3 separate regions of the Sus scrofa genome follow, and regions 2 and 3 are each linked to region 1. The links are chromatin contacts, called in public Hi-C maps. All regions are on one chromosome and are shown on one strand. Each heading gives the region's core, a stretch centred on a gene start, on an enhancer-like site or on the middle of the called end of the contact. The rest is flanking DNA. Distances are from core to core; before and after follow the strand shown.

Region 1 (4,166 bases), core at 554-3,053:
AAGCACATACTGGGCCCTGAAGAAATGCTGAAAGAACTGGGGTAGGTCAGAGAGAACTCTAAATGGGTTACGGATGAACTACGAAACAAAGGAGTTTTGTTGTCTTTTACAGAAATTCATCCAATTGTACTTGTATAAAAGAGCAGAGGGAGGAGCTCTCTGCTGTGGTGTAACAATATCCACAGCATCTCTGGAGCAGTGGGACTCAGGTTCAATCCCCCACCTGGCACAATGGGTTAAGGATCCAGCGTTGCCACAGCTATGGCACTGGTCAAAACCGTGGCTCAGATCTGATCCCTGGCCTGGGAACTCCAAATGCTGCAGGGCAGCCAAAAAAAGAAAAAAAGGAAGGACCAGATGGAGAAAAGACCCAAGTTTTGGACAGAGCTAACAAGATTCTGGAATTTTAGATCAACTAATCTAACTTCCTGGTCTTACAACTGAGGGAAAAGATGCCCAAAGACATTAAATTATAGACCCAAAGGAATACAAACTGTTAGTATCTGAACTAAGGCAGGGGTGTAAAGAGAGAAAGAGAGAGCTTCTTGGGAAACTACTTTTTAACCAATTTTCTTTCTTCTATTTCTTTTCTCAAGCACCTGAGTGGTGCACCATCTAGCTTTTGGCAGACGCTGTGCTAAAACCACAAGGATGTCAAACTCCAAGGGCCTCCTGGTTTTACTTTTCACTTCCCCTCTTACTCTCAATGCTACCAGTGGTCCTTCCCAAGGCAGTAGATACATGCCTCAGACAGCACCTGATTCCCAGTCGACAAACCTGGCCCCATTTTGTACCGGCCATACATGATCTCGCCATAGCGTTCCCTTCCCTCCATTAAGGCTAAACCTGCCTGATTCCTCCCTCCAAATGAAGATTCAACAAACGACTGCGAAGGTCTCTCCAGGAGCTTCAACACTGTTTATCCTCTCTGAGCAGTCGTGAAAAGCAGCAACCCTCCCCCAGATGACATGGAACTGCATCTTTTGGTCCAAATGGGATCCAGATTAGAGTTCTTCTGAGATCAGAAGAGAATTGCATCAAATGTCAGAGAAACTCCAATCGCAGATCAAGCATTCCAGTGGGTCATCCTCATCCTAGTCGGGTCGTGGACTGATTGCGCACCGAGCGCCGGGCACAACCATTCCACCCAGACGGTCACAGGGGGACGCCCACTGATCTCCGTGGGACAGTCCTGGCGTGAAAAGGGGGCGGGCAGAACTAGATCCAGAGCGTCACACAGAGGAAGTGAGGTGCCTTGGTGGGAACCGTGGATAGCCCTGGGCCAGAAGTGGAAAAGCTGGTTCCAACCAGACAGCGGGAGCTAGCCCCGGGCGGGCGAGAAGAGAAAATGGTCTGCGGTCTCGCGTGGGTGGACCAGGCTAAGGAAAGTCAGCGGAGGCCGTTCCTGCCTCACCCGACCCTGCGACAGGGCCTGGGAGAGAATGGACGCGCAGGGGGCGTCACGCGCTGGCGGACGACGGAGATACCCCGGAAAAGTGGGGGGTGGGGGGTGGGAGGCGCACTCACCTTCTTCACGGCTGACTGAAAGTGGAAGTCACCGGCCTCTTTCAGGTCCAGCCAGATCATGGGCATGCGGGGAACGGCCTCCATGGCGGCTGGCGCTCCCCCTGCCACCCAGCAGCTTCCCTAGCTTTAACAGCAGGGGCTCAACCGCGCGCACCGCACCGCCCCTCCACGCCGGAAGTCGCTTGTCACGCGGGGATGAAAAAAAAGCCCCCAGGGCCTGCTGGGAGATGCAGTCCCCGTCCGCGCAGCCTTGCGTCCAGGATCAGTTTCCGTTGCGCATGCTCAATCTCCTCCGCGTGAGACTAGGGCGTAGAGGGCAAAATCTCCAGCCAGCGGCGAAAGCGTTTCTGGGAGTAGTAGTCTTTCTGCACTGATCTTCCAGGCAGGGCGCCTACTGGTTTACTTCTCCAGAGCAAAGTAAACCTGCCAGGTCTGGCTACAGCCCTTAGCGTTCTCTACTCAGGGGAAGGACATTAAAAAACAGTCCTGTAGGAGTTCCATCTGCGGCGCAGGGTCCGGATCCAGCACTGCCCTGCGTAGGTGGCAGGTGCAGCTAGGATTTGATCCCCTGCCTGGGAACTGCCTGCTGCAGGTACGGCCGAAAAAGAAAAAAAAAAAAAAAAAAAAAGGTTAAAATGACAGACTTTACGATAGGTACATCTTACCAAAATTTAAAAAAATGAAGAAGAAAGAAAGAAAAGAGGAGTTCCTGTCGTGGCGCAGTGGTTAACGAATCCGACTAGGAACCATGAGGTTGTGGGTTCGACCCCTGCCCTTGCTCAGTGGGTCAAGGTTCCGGCGTTGCCGTGAGCTGTGGTGTAGGTCACAGACGCGGCTCGGATCCTCCTTTGCTGTGGCTCTAGCATAGGCTGGCAGCTACAGCTCCGATTCGACCCCTAGCCCGGGAACCTCAATATGCCGCAGGAGCTGCCCAAGAAATGGCAAAAAGACAAAAAAAAAAAAAAAAAAAAAAAAAAAAAAAAAACAGAAAGAAAAGAAAAGAAAATTCAAGGCCATGAAGATAAAAATTTTTTTAAGGAAAAAGAAAAATTTACCAGCATCTTAAAAGTTGTTTCTGGAGGACTATCTTGGAGTCACCTTCTCATAGGTGGGAGAAATGATGATAAGACCACAAGTCTGAAATCAAGGTATCAGCAATGTTGGTTTCTTCTGAGGCCTTGCTCCTTGGTTTGTAGATGGATGTCTTCTACCCGTGTCTTCTCATAGTCTATGTTCTAATCTCCTTTTTTTTTTTTTCTTTAAGTCTTTTTGCCTTGCCTAGGGCCACTCCTGCGGCATATGGAGGTTCCCAGGCTAGGGGTCCAGTTGGAGCTGTAGTTGCTGGCCTACGCCAGAGCCACAGCAACACTGGATCTGAGCCGCGTCTGCGAGCTACACCACAGCTCAGGGCAACGCCGGATCCTCAACCCACTGAGCAAGGCCGGGGATTGAACCCACAACCTCATGGTTCTTAGTCGGATTGGTTAACCACTGAGCCACAACGGGAACTCCCTAATCTCCTCTTACAAGGACACCAGTCATATGGGATTAAGGCCTCATAACCTCCTGTTAACTTAATTCTTTTTGTTTTTGTGTTTTTCAGCTGCACCTGCAGCATATGGAAATTCATGGGCCAGGAGTGGAATATGAGCTGCAGCTTCGACCTCTGCCACACCTGCAGCAAAGCTGGATCCTTAACCTTTTATGCCAGAGCGGGAACTCTTAGTTAACTCTTTAAAGACTCCATCTCTGGAGTTCCCTTCATTGCACAGTGGAAACAAATCCGATTAGGAACCATGAGGTTGACAGTTTGATCCCTGGCCTCACTCAGTGGGTTAAGGATCTGGCATTCTTGTGAGCTGTGGTGTAGGTCATAGACGAGGCTCGGATCTGAGTTGCTGTAGCTGTGGTGTAGGCCGATTGGACCCCTAGCTTGGGAACCTCCATATGCCATGAGTGCGGCCCTAAAAAGCAAAAAAGCAAAAAAAATAAAAATAAAAAAGATCCATCTCCACGTATATTCACACTCTGAAACTCTGAAGTATTGAGGGTTAGTACCAAAGCTTATGAATCTTGGGAGACACAATTCAGCCCATAACACATGGTTTCAGTGACATGAAGGGAAATTGTTATGAGAGGGATCAAAGACCAAGAGGTCCCATGAGAGGGTCTTGAGGCAGTGGGGTAAGGATGGGTCAGTGGAAGTGAGGCAGCAAGAAGGATGTCTCTGGGGTTAAAAGTGCTCTCCTAATGCACATACTTCCTCACATAGATGGGAAAATTTGGGAGTTAAGGGAAGTCTAAGACAGGACAGTACTGAGGGAGGGTAGGTCCCATCACAAGGGGCAGCCAACACCCCATTCAGCTAGGTCAGTTAAACCCTTTCTCAAGACAACCCTCCTGTCAGAAATGGAACAGCCTCACAGACACACAGATGTTCTCCCCCATTTTACCAATGTGGATCCACTTTGCTGATGTGAACACAGCCCTGAACTGAGGAGCAGATCACTCAGGTCTCCCAGTAAGTAAATAAAAGTGTCCAGGCTGGGCCTGGGTCTCCTTCCTTTTAGTTCATTTATTCAATGAATATTTATTCAACACTCACTGTGCCCTATGCACTTTCTAGGCACTGTCGGATA
Region 2 (4,166 bases), core at 826-3,325, 340 kb after region 1:
GGTCCCTGGGGCCCCAGACCTGGCCTGAAGTCCTGGGAGACTAAGCTAGACTAGCCTCGTAACAGAGGGCCAGTTAACGTGAGCATGAACTTCCCCCCAGTGAGAGATCAAGGGTACACAATAATCCATTGTGCCCAAGGCACACCTGAGCCAGGAGCATGATGCCAGGCAGGTGCAGCAAGGGAGGTTGGTGTTGGGTGAAGAGGCAAAAGGGTTGTTACCTTGGGTTCCCTCCCTGCTGTGGAAGCAGAAGGAAAGTGGGGGCCTACTGGTGTGAGAGTTTCAGGACACCTGTGTCAGAGTTTGCTCCCTTCACCTTCTGAGGACACTTTGAAGTAGTCGCTGAGGTAGGACAGGGAGCTCAGGAGGAAATGGCCTCCTTCCATCCCTTTCAAACTTCCCTCCTAGCTCACCCTCCTCCCTCCCCACCCCCAAGCCATTTCCCACCAACTGAGGTGGGAACTTTTCTTTGGGCTAGACCCCCACCACCACCCCATAACCCCCCATAACCGCCACCACCCCCCCCCGCCCCCCGGTTGGGGTAAAGCCGCCTGGGTCAGGGAGGAGCTCTCCAAAGATAGTTTGCTGCAGGAAATCTGATGAACTGACTCAGGTCAGACTGAAGTATGGACGCCTTCCGTGCAAGCTTGGACCCCCAGCCCATTCAGACTCACAGGCCCTGACCACCAACTGGGCTGCGCCCACAGGAGCGGCAAGGCCAAGTGCAAACTACGCTCCCCGCCCGTCTCTTTTTCTCTGGCCTCAGTTTCCCCATCTGTAAAAGGGGGAAGTGCCCTGCCATCTTGGTCCAGGCCCCTCTCCTTCCGCACTACAGAGGCTGCGCAGTCCCGACCCAAGAGGCTTGAGCGAGGGGCGCACCCGCGTGGGCCGACCCCCAGGTATAATTGCCAGAGGCATCCGCGGGCTAAGGGTGCACACGTGTGTGCAGAGTCCGAGCACGCCGGGAGCGCGCGCATTTACGCGGTCCAGGTGGCGCCGGGCACAGGTGCAGCAGGCACGGAGCGAGGGGAGCTGGGAACACCGCGGACACGGGGCGGGGCGGGCTCACCTGCGCGTAGTAGAGCAGCCACAACTCGTAGAGCCGCTCCGAGGCGGCCATAGCCCGGCCCGGCTCCGGCCCTGCTGTACGCTACCTGCCGCCGCCGCCTCCTCCGCGCCGCCCGCCGGTTGCCCTCGGCCAGGCCCATGGGCGGAGGGCGTCACTCCGGGGCGGAGCGGCGCGGTACTACTGGGGGAAGTAGTACTGGCCCCCGCTGCGCTCCTCCTCCTCGCAGCCGGCCGCCGCCCGGCTTCCTGCACTCCTGCGGCCGCCACCGCCGCCCCGCCTCTCCCGGGACCGTGCAAAGGGGGGCGGGGGGAGCCCGGCGGGAGGAGGAGCCTGAGGTCAGGGCGGCCCCAGAGGGCGCGCAGCAGCCCCGCCCTCCACAATCCGCGCTCTCACCGCGCTTTGGAAAGGGCCACTCAGAGCCTCCTGGACTAGGGTTGAGTCAAGGATTCCAGATTTGTTCTAGGTCTATATCTGACCGGGACGCATTCTGCCTGCAACCACTCGTGAAAGGGACAGGCTTACAGGGTTGGGGGAAGGGGCTGCAGGCCGCATGCAGATGGGCAGCGTCCTTCAACAAGCAATGATAACAATCATGATGACCACTTGCAGCGCTTACTACGTGCCAGGCGCTGTTATATGGAAGTGCCACTTTTTTTACTCCTGCTGTTAGTGGAGCAGGATAATGTGGCGGGGGTGCAGCGAGGATTGGGGCTAGGGGTGGGAGAATCAGAAAACAGCGGGGCAAGTGTGAAATAGCTCCAAGGAAGCGCGGTACCCTCCATCTTTGGGGCAGATCCCTGGAAAATTTAGGTAGTCTTCCCTCACCTGGGTCCCCTCCTTACTAGATGCTCTGATAGAGACACCTTCCACTCCACAGCTCAGCACTTGATTCACCTCTTTTAACATCAAGAGGTTAAAGTGTGCCTCATATCTCTGTTTTACAGGCAGAGAAACTGAGGCCCAGATGGGCCAAATGAGGACCACCTAAGCAGCCAATGACAGCATGGACAGGGACAGACGCCTGCCTCCAGAACCACTGTCATCATCACTCCTGGGCTTCTCCCCCCCCCCCCCCCGCCCCATCCCTCCAGCTCCCCCAGCCCCCCTGAGAAGTGAGGGGGCACTCTGGTCTTGGGCAAGGGTGAGGCCCTTTGCTGTGGCTGGTAGGAAGTTTGTGGGACCCAGAGAGTTGCCGTCAATTGGAAGAATTGACCCAGTCTGGACCCTCTAGACCTTGGGTAGCCAAGAAGAGACAGACCTAGTCCCTATACCCAACCTGCTCTGTCTTCTTGGCTTCTTGGGCAGTTCCTCCACTTTGGCCTTTTCTCCTGCCCTACCCATCCTACTTCTGAGCTGACATTTCCTGAACAGTTACTACCGGCGGATTGGGTACTACCCGCATACCTGATGCAGGGGAGTTGGAACCAAAAGGCCCAGGTTACTGAAGTCAAGGGGGTTGTGCATGGGGGCTGGCTGGACAGGGTTCTGTGGCACTGGGTTCTGTGACCTCTGAAGGGAATTGGGAAGGAAGGAGTGGGTGTCTACCTGCTGCCAGACTGGGGAGAAGGTCCCAAGCAGGGAACAGCCTTGCTGAGAGACAAGTAGACTGGGGGGAAGGGAGGAAGCTTGGCCTCCTCTTCCCAGGTAGGAGGAGGTGTGGCTCTGGAATCTGGACAGGCTGTCAGAAGATCTTGACTTCAGGCAAAGTGGTTCTCGGGGCATGCTAATTAGCTTGGGAAAGAATACCCTGGCAACTTCTGCTGGGGAACACTGGACCTCTTGGCCACCTGCTGCAGCAGAGGCCAAACTAATTCTCAGCTTAGTTCTTAGGAACTAAACTCAGCGTGGTCCCCTGGGAACCACTGGACCCAAGTTGGGAGATGGGGTTTGCTCTTTCTCAGGTTTGGCAGTCTGACCCTGGGTTAGGGGTGGGAGGGCATCAACCATGAACTCAGAGGAAAATGCCCCCCAGCCAACCCCGCCTCTTCTTAGGCTTTGTCTTGAGCTGAGAGTGGACAGAGAGGGGCCCAAGGGCCCATAAACAGATCCATCCAGGAAGCCACTGAGAGCTTAAGAAGGACCTCTTAAGCTGGGGTTGGAGTGGAGAGTCAGGGAAGGTTTCTTCAAGCCTTGAAGAATAAAGACAAGTGGACAAAGGTAAGTCAGGGCATTCCAAGTGTTCAGCATGGAGTGAGCAGTGGTTGGCGCTTAGGCAAAACCAGGGTGATCGATGCGCTCTATCCTCCTCCACTCAGGTCTGATTCCACTTGCCACTTTCTCATTGATTGGCGTTGGACGAATCGAGCCTTAGAGCCTACTTCTTTGCCGGCCAGAGGCAAGTTAGGCGAGTTGCTGGGGAGGAAGAGGGCGGGCCCTCCTATAGCAACTCAGCATTGGTTGGCTTTCAAGACTTCCGGCTCTCCCATTCCCGTCCCTGGATTGGCTGTAAGAGATTAATCTACGCCTTGGGCCTGCGCGATGCTGGACGAGAGGAGAGGGGGTCGGCTGGCAAGATGGCGGCTACTGCGGCCGGTGTGGGCCGGTTGGAGGAAGAGGCATTGCGGCGAAAGGAACGGCTGAAGGCCCTACGGGAGAAAACCGGGCGCAAGGTGAGAAATGCAGAGTGAGGACCGTGGCCGAGGTAGCCGGCGTTCGGATCCAGGACTGGGACCAGAGGCAGGAGACTAATGGAAAAGGCAACTACTAAATACGCGCATGCGCGCCGCAGGAGCATGCGCGCGGCGTCTGCGTCCGCCCACCGAGTCTGGTGCTGCCGGAGCGGTGCTAGTACTGCGCTGGTGCTAGTCCTGCGCTGGTGCTGTTGCGCATGCGTGGGTACGGGTGCGGCAGTGGTCAACGTGTTGCGGGCTATTTGGCAATTATCTGGTGTTTTCTGCGTGGGTCTCCAGGCCACATCTAATTTCAGGTGCTCGTTGTTTTAGGCGTGATATGCTCGCGTCTAAGCACGCTGAATTTTCCGTCTTCCCATGACCAAGCAACCTTCTACACTTGGTGAAATTTTGGAGTCTGGCGGAGGCAGACTCCTCTGTCCTCCAGAGCGCCTTGGGGGGCGGGACAGTATAGCACTGTGCTCTGG
Region 3 (4,166 bases), core at 938-3,437, 310 kb after region 1:
AGACAGCAGATGTAGACTTTCCTGCTAGAAAGGTTTGAATTCATAGTCCCTACTATGTAGAGTCAAAAATTCATGCCATGTTTCATTCCCCACCCTTACCTCCCACCACCTCTCCTTGAACATCTGGCCCTTCTGGGATCTATCTTCTCTGGGTTTCCAGACTCCTGCTCTTGCTGGTCTACTTTTGCCATCCGACAAACTCCTACTCTGGGAAATCTCCCTTGATCTCTCCCAGTCTTTCCCTTTTCTGGCTCCTAGTGCACCTCCTCTGTCTCCTATGGCGCTAAATGGTATGTGCTATCTCCCCCACCAAGTCTGGACTGCGAGAGCACACTGATTCATGTTGGTCCACATGGGGGCCTCAGTGCACAGGAGGCCTTGTCAATTTTTGCAAAATAAAGCTGAACCAGAAAGCAAGTAAATGCTGTTGCTCACTTCTGTCTGCAGGCCAGTGTCCTCACAATCCAGTGCAGGCAGGGCACAAGAAACAGGGGCTGGGGAGCCTGTGACTGGACTTGTGGGTGATCTGTCCATCTGTGCTACTTTCTATCCTTCCAGTGTCCAAAATCTGGATCAAGAGGTACTTACCCACATGGCCCATGTCTTCCCTGTGGCTGGAGTTGTGAGGCATGGTTCTACCAGCCAGCAGTGCTCCGAGGGGCTGCATCTCTTAGAGAAGGGGTTGGAGTGTCATGGACAGTGCCCAGGCAAAGGAGATGGGAGACTTCTGTGAGTCCAGAAGAGGCTGTGTATAGGGACATTAGTAGAATTCCTCAGGCCTGAAGTCAGAAATCCCTGGGGTAGCCTGTTCCCCTTTCCTGGCTCACTTGATTCTGATTCACTCCATGGCTGGGTATCCCATCCCCCATCTTCCCATTCGCCAATCTTGACCAGTTTTCTCCAACATCAAGTGGAGTGGAGATGATATTGCTTGCCTCAGCTGGCCTAAGCTGGAGAAGGTCAGGATGCAGCTCAGGGTGGAGAAGAGCACATTGAAAACCACCCTGTCTCAAAGACCTTGGCAAACCCCTGGACTCAGTCCAGGGTTGGCATAGGAGGACCAGGGAGACTCCTTTCCCCATCTAAGACAGCCAGGTAGAGACTTAGCAGCTGATGGGAGGGCTCCCCGGAGTTCTCAGCACAAGCATAGCCCCTGGAGTGGTCAGTGTCCAGCCCTCACCTCCTGTTCAGAGGCTGGATGGGACAGTTCCTATGTGGGTTCAGCAAGGGCAGAGGGTATGTGGACCTGGAGGCACCTTGGTCCTTCTCATCTGGAAGTTTGGAGGGCTTGGAAACCAAATACCCGAAAAGCACTCAATCCCAGGACCCATCTGTACCCACAGGGCTGATCCATCTGGGACCTACAACCTGCTGAGGCCTAGGGAAGAGAGACCCTGTATGGGCTGAAGAGGGCATCTTGCTTGGAAAAAGGATGGGGATGAGACCAGGGAAAGACCCTCCAACTCCCCAACATCCACCACTCCCCATCTGGCCTGGTCCAATCCAGGCACTCCAAATTCACTTCCCTGGACAAGGCCAGGGGCCTATGTTTATGCTAAATGCACATGCACAGTTGGCAAGTGTGTCTGGCGCAGAGGCTGCAGTGACCCTTACCACATGAAGGATGTATATACATTTGTGTCACTTACCGCATAAGAGGCCTTCCCTGGATCCTGGCTCGCAGGTGAGCCTGTGACTACGCTTGTAAGGACAGCCAAGCCTTGTGCCTGACCCACCCCCGGCTGTGGGATTGGAGCCTCTACCACCCACCCCGACACACATGTCCCAGAGCTACACTCTGCATGCCCACACTACCCTGGCTACCCGCATGCATCCCAACCCAGATGCTAGCACGACGACGGCACAGGATCCCGGGTCTGGAAGTGGGGAACAGAGAGAGAGCCCTTTGCTTCCTCAGTCCAGGAAAACACAGTGCTCTGTCCCTAACCCACTCCTGACCTGTGGCGGCCGCCTTCGCTAGTCCCAAGATCCGTTGAGCCTTGGCGGGATGGGGCCTCCAGGCCTTGGGCCGGCCAAGATGGAGTAGAGTCCCTGGGAAGGCCAGGTTCTGACCCGCCCGAGACTAGAGCGGAGGCGCAGATCGCGGGAAGGCTGGGACCCGAAAGGGGCTGGGCACTGAGGGGGTGGGGCTGCCCGCGGTTTTGCCCCGCCCTGTCCAGGAACGCGCACATGCGCAGAGTCCGCAGCTGGAATGAGATCAAACCAGAGAAACAGCAGGCGGGGTCCTCAAGGACAGGCAGCGCGGATGGGGAAGGAACGAGCCACCGTGGGTGCTCAGACCAGGAGCATGTGAGCCCCAGACGGTGGCCAGGGCAGGCTGCGCGTGCACATGCATGCTCAGAGGCGGAACAGCTACAAAACTAGTTCACGTTTATTGCTGAGATGGGAGAGCGGGGGCGGGAGCGGGGCGGGGTGGGGGGGGGCCACCCTTAGGATTAAGGCCACAGCCCAGCCCCTTTGATCTGCCGGGACGGGGGCTTGGGGGTTTGGGCTTGGGAGCCTGGGTTCCCTGCCCCAGATTGTGCAAAAAGTGCTGTGCGGCCGCTCTGGCCAGTACTGGGACTCCAGGCAGCCCCTCTGCCAGCGAGGGGCGTGGCTTCCTGGAGTACACCGCCTGCCAATCCCTGAGCTGGGCGGAGGTGGGGCCCTGCCCACCCCGAGTGCGGACTGGGATTCGCCTCCTCCTCAGTTTCCCCCTCCGGGACGGAGTCTTCGGGAGCGCAGCCCACTAGGGGCGGGGCTGAGCAGTGGGGCAGGTCAGGCTGTCAACGGGCCTCTCCAGGGTTGTACTCGGTCTCCCCGGAGGACACCTGGGAGATGCGCCTGGAGGAACGCCACAACTTCCGCGCGAACTGGCTGCTACGCACCTAGTGAAAATAGGAGCAGGCCGGGCTCAGGCATGGCTGTCTCTCCTCAACCGGTTCGAGGACCGACCCTGCCTTCCTCCTTACCTCAGAGGGCTGCCCTGCGCCCACCACGATAAGCTTGCCGTCCTCCAGGCCCACGAGCACATGGCTGCGTTCCTTGGTCACAGCCACACTGCGGATGGGCACCTTCATGGGCAGGGGAGGCACGGCCGGCAGCAGTCTGGAGGGAGGGTGGGTATATACACAAACTCACAACTGCAAGGCAGCTTTGCATCTAGCAGAAAGATGTCTCTTCATTCTCCCATCTACCTCCCTGTCCTCATTTGAAGGATGGCTCGATTAAAATCCGGATACATAAAGGGACCTCCCACAAGTGTGTGGCTAAGGGAGGCCCAGGGCAAGATCTCCCATTGGGGGATGGGAGGACAGGTGCCAGGCCTTGAAGAATGTGCCCACAAACATATAAAGGGAGTGTGCATCCACGGGGGTACCTCCTAGTGTCCTCTGCCAATGACCACCACCCTGAAGGATCATGAACCCATAAATAGTGGGGCTCACTTGTTCAGGTGGAGAATGTGCAGGGCACACTGGGCTGTGCCCAGCAGAACAAAGTCCTCCGTCACTTTGAGGGCTGTGGGCTGCTCTCCCAAGGTCAGTGAAGCTCGCAACCTCCCATTCACAGAGTAGAGGTGCAAGGAGTAGGTGACCTGGAGGAAGGAGGTGTTAGCAAGAACAGAATCCCAACTACTCCTATCTTGGCTGGGTGCCCCTTCCCCATACCTGAGCCCCCAGACGCTCCCGCGCTGAGCTCTGCACCACAATCTGGCCCTCAGACCCCAGTGCCAGGTGAGCCACGGGTCCAGGCAACGTAGCTCCTGGGGGCCTCAGTGTGGCCACAAAGTGGCCGCGGCGTACAGTGTGGATGATCACAGTTCCATCCTGCGGGAAGGCAGCTTAGGGTGCTAGGCAGGAGTGTCTGGGCTCCAAGGGCAGTGCCCAGCAAACTCAGTCTCCCCTGAGCACAAGCATACACACACCTCAGATCCAGACACTGCCATGTCGAGTTCAGTGCTGATGGCCACACAGCTCACTGCAGCCTCATGCCCATATAGGACCTGCACGGGCTTCGATGCCAGCCCCACTGAGAGACCACCCTGTGGGGAACAGCAGGGCTGGCTCAGGACTGGAGTATCCCACTACTCTGACCCCTGAGTGAGAAGGCAGAAACTCAGGAAAGTGAAGGTCTTGTCTAAAGCCAGAGAGCTGAAAGGCTGTGGA

The links. Hi-C and Micro-C count contacts between places; a contact is called where the count stands out from the background.
Region 2: a Hi-C map of liver shows a contact between it and region 1, with 4 times the contacts expected there. The contact joins the promoter of CCDC12 here to the promoter of PTPN23 in region 1. A contact is called at or near these places in 1 of 5 promoter capture datasets (liver) and 2 of 47 Hi-C or Micro-C datasets (both in liver).
Region 3: a contact with region 1 is called in a Hi-C map of liver, with 7 times the contacts expected there. The contact joins the enhancer-like site here to the promoter of PTPN23 in region 1. A contact is called at or near these places in 1 of 5 promoter capture datasets (liver), 4 of 47 Hi-C or Micro-C datasets (embryonic fibroblasts, epiblast stem cells, heart right ventricle and 1 more) and 1 of 2 datasets of contacts at active chromatin or transcription factors (skeletal muscle).

Annotation. Positions count from the first base shown.
Region 1 is chr13:30,188,296-30,192,461 of Sscrofa11.1, reverse strand. PTPN23 (tyrosine-protein phosphatase non-receptor type 23) reads right to left here and starts at 1,803. Exons shown (of 25, transcript XM_021068730.1): 1 at 1,528-1,803. The coding sequence starts at 1,611.
Region 2 is chr13:29,844,592-29,848,757 of Sscrofa11.1, reverse strand. It overlaps CCDC12 (coiled-coil domain-containing protein 12), which reads left to right and starts at 2,075. Exons shown (of 9, transcript XM_005669466.3): 1 at 2,075-2,506; 2 at 3,062-3,226; 3 at 3,325-3,678. The coding sequence starts at 3,583. NBEAL2 (neurobeachin-like protein 2) reads right to left here and starts at 1,352. Exons shown (of 55, transcript XM_021068700.1): 1 at 1,070-1,352. The coding sequence starts at 1,120. It overlaps LOC110256226 (a long non-coding RNA gene), which reads left to right and starts at 3,685. Exons shown (of 2, transcript XR_002337516.1): 1 at 3,685-3,995.
Region 3 is chr13:29,876,487-29,880,652 of Sscrofa11.1, reverse strand. It overlaps NBEAL2 (neurobeachin-like protein 2), which reads right to left. Exons shown (of 55, transcript XM_021068700.1): 50 at 3,926-4,042; 51 at 3,669-3,827; 52 at 3,447-3,595; 53 at 2,973-3,108; 54 at 1-2,888. Among named protein-coding and RNA genes, the nearest start is that of NBEAL2, 31 kb to the right of the region's middle. Within about 2 kb of position 2,187, at least 46 of the 83 cell types and tissues checked have an H3K27ac peak or open chromatin away from gene starts, as enhancers often do. A contact at or near this core is called in embryonic fibroblasts, liver and skeletal muscle, where this site is marked.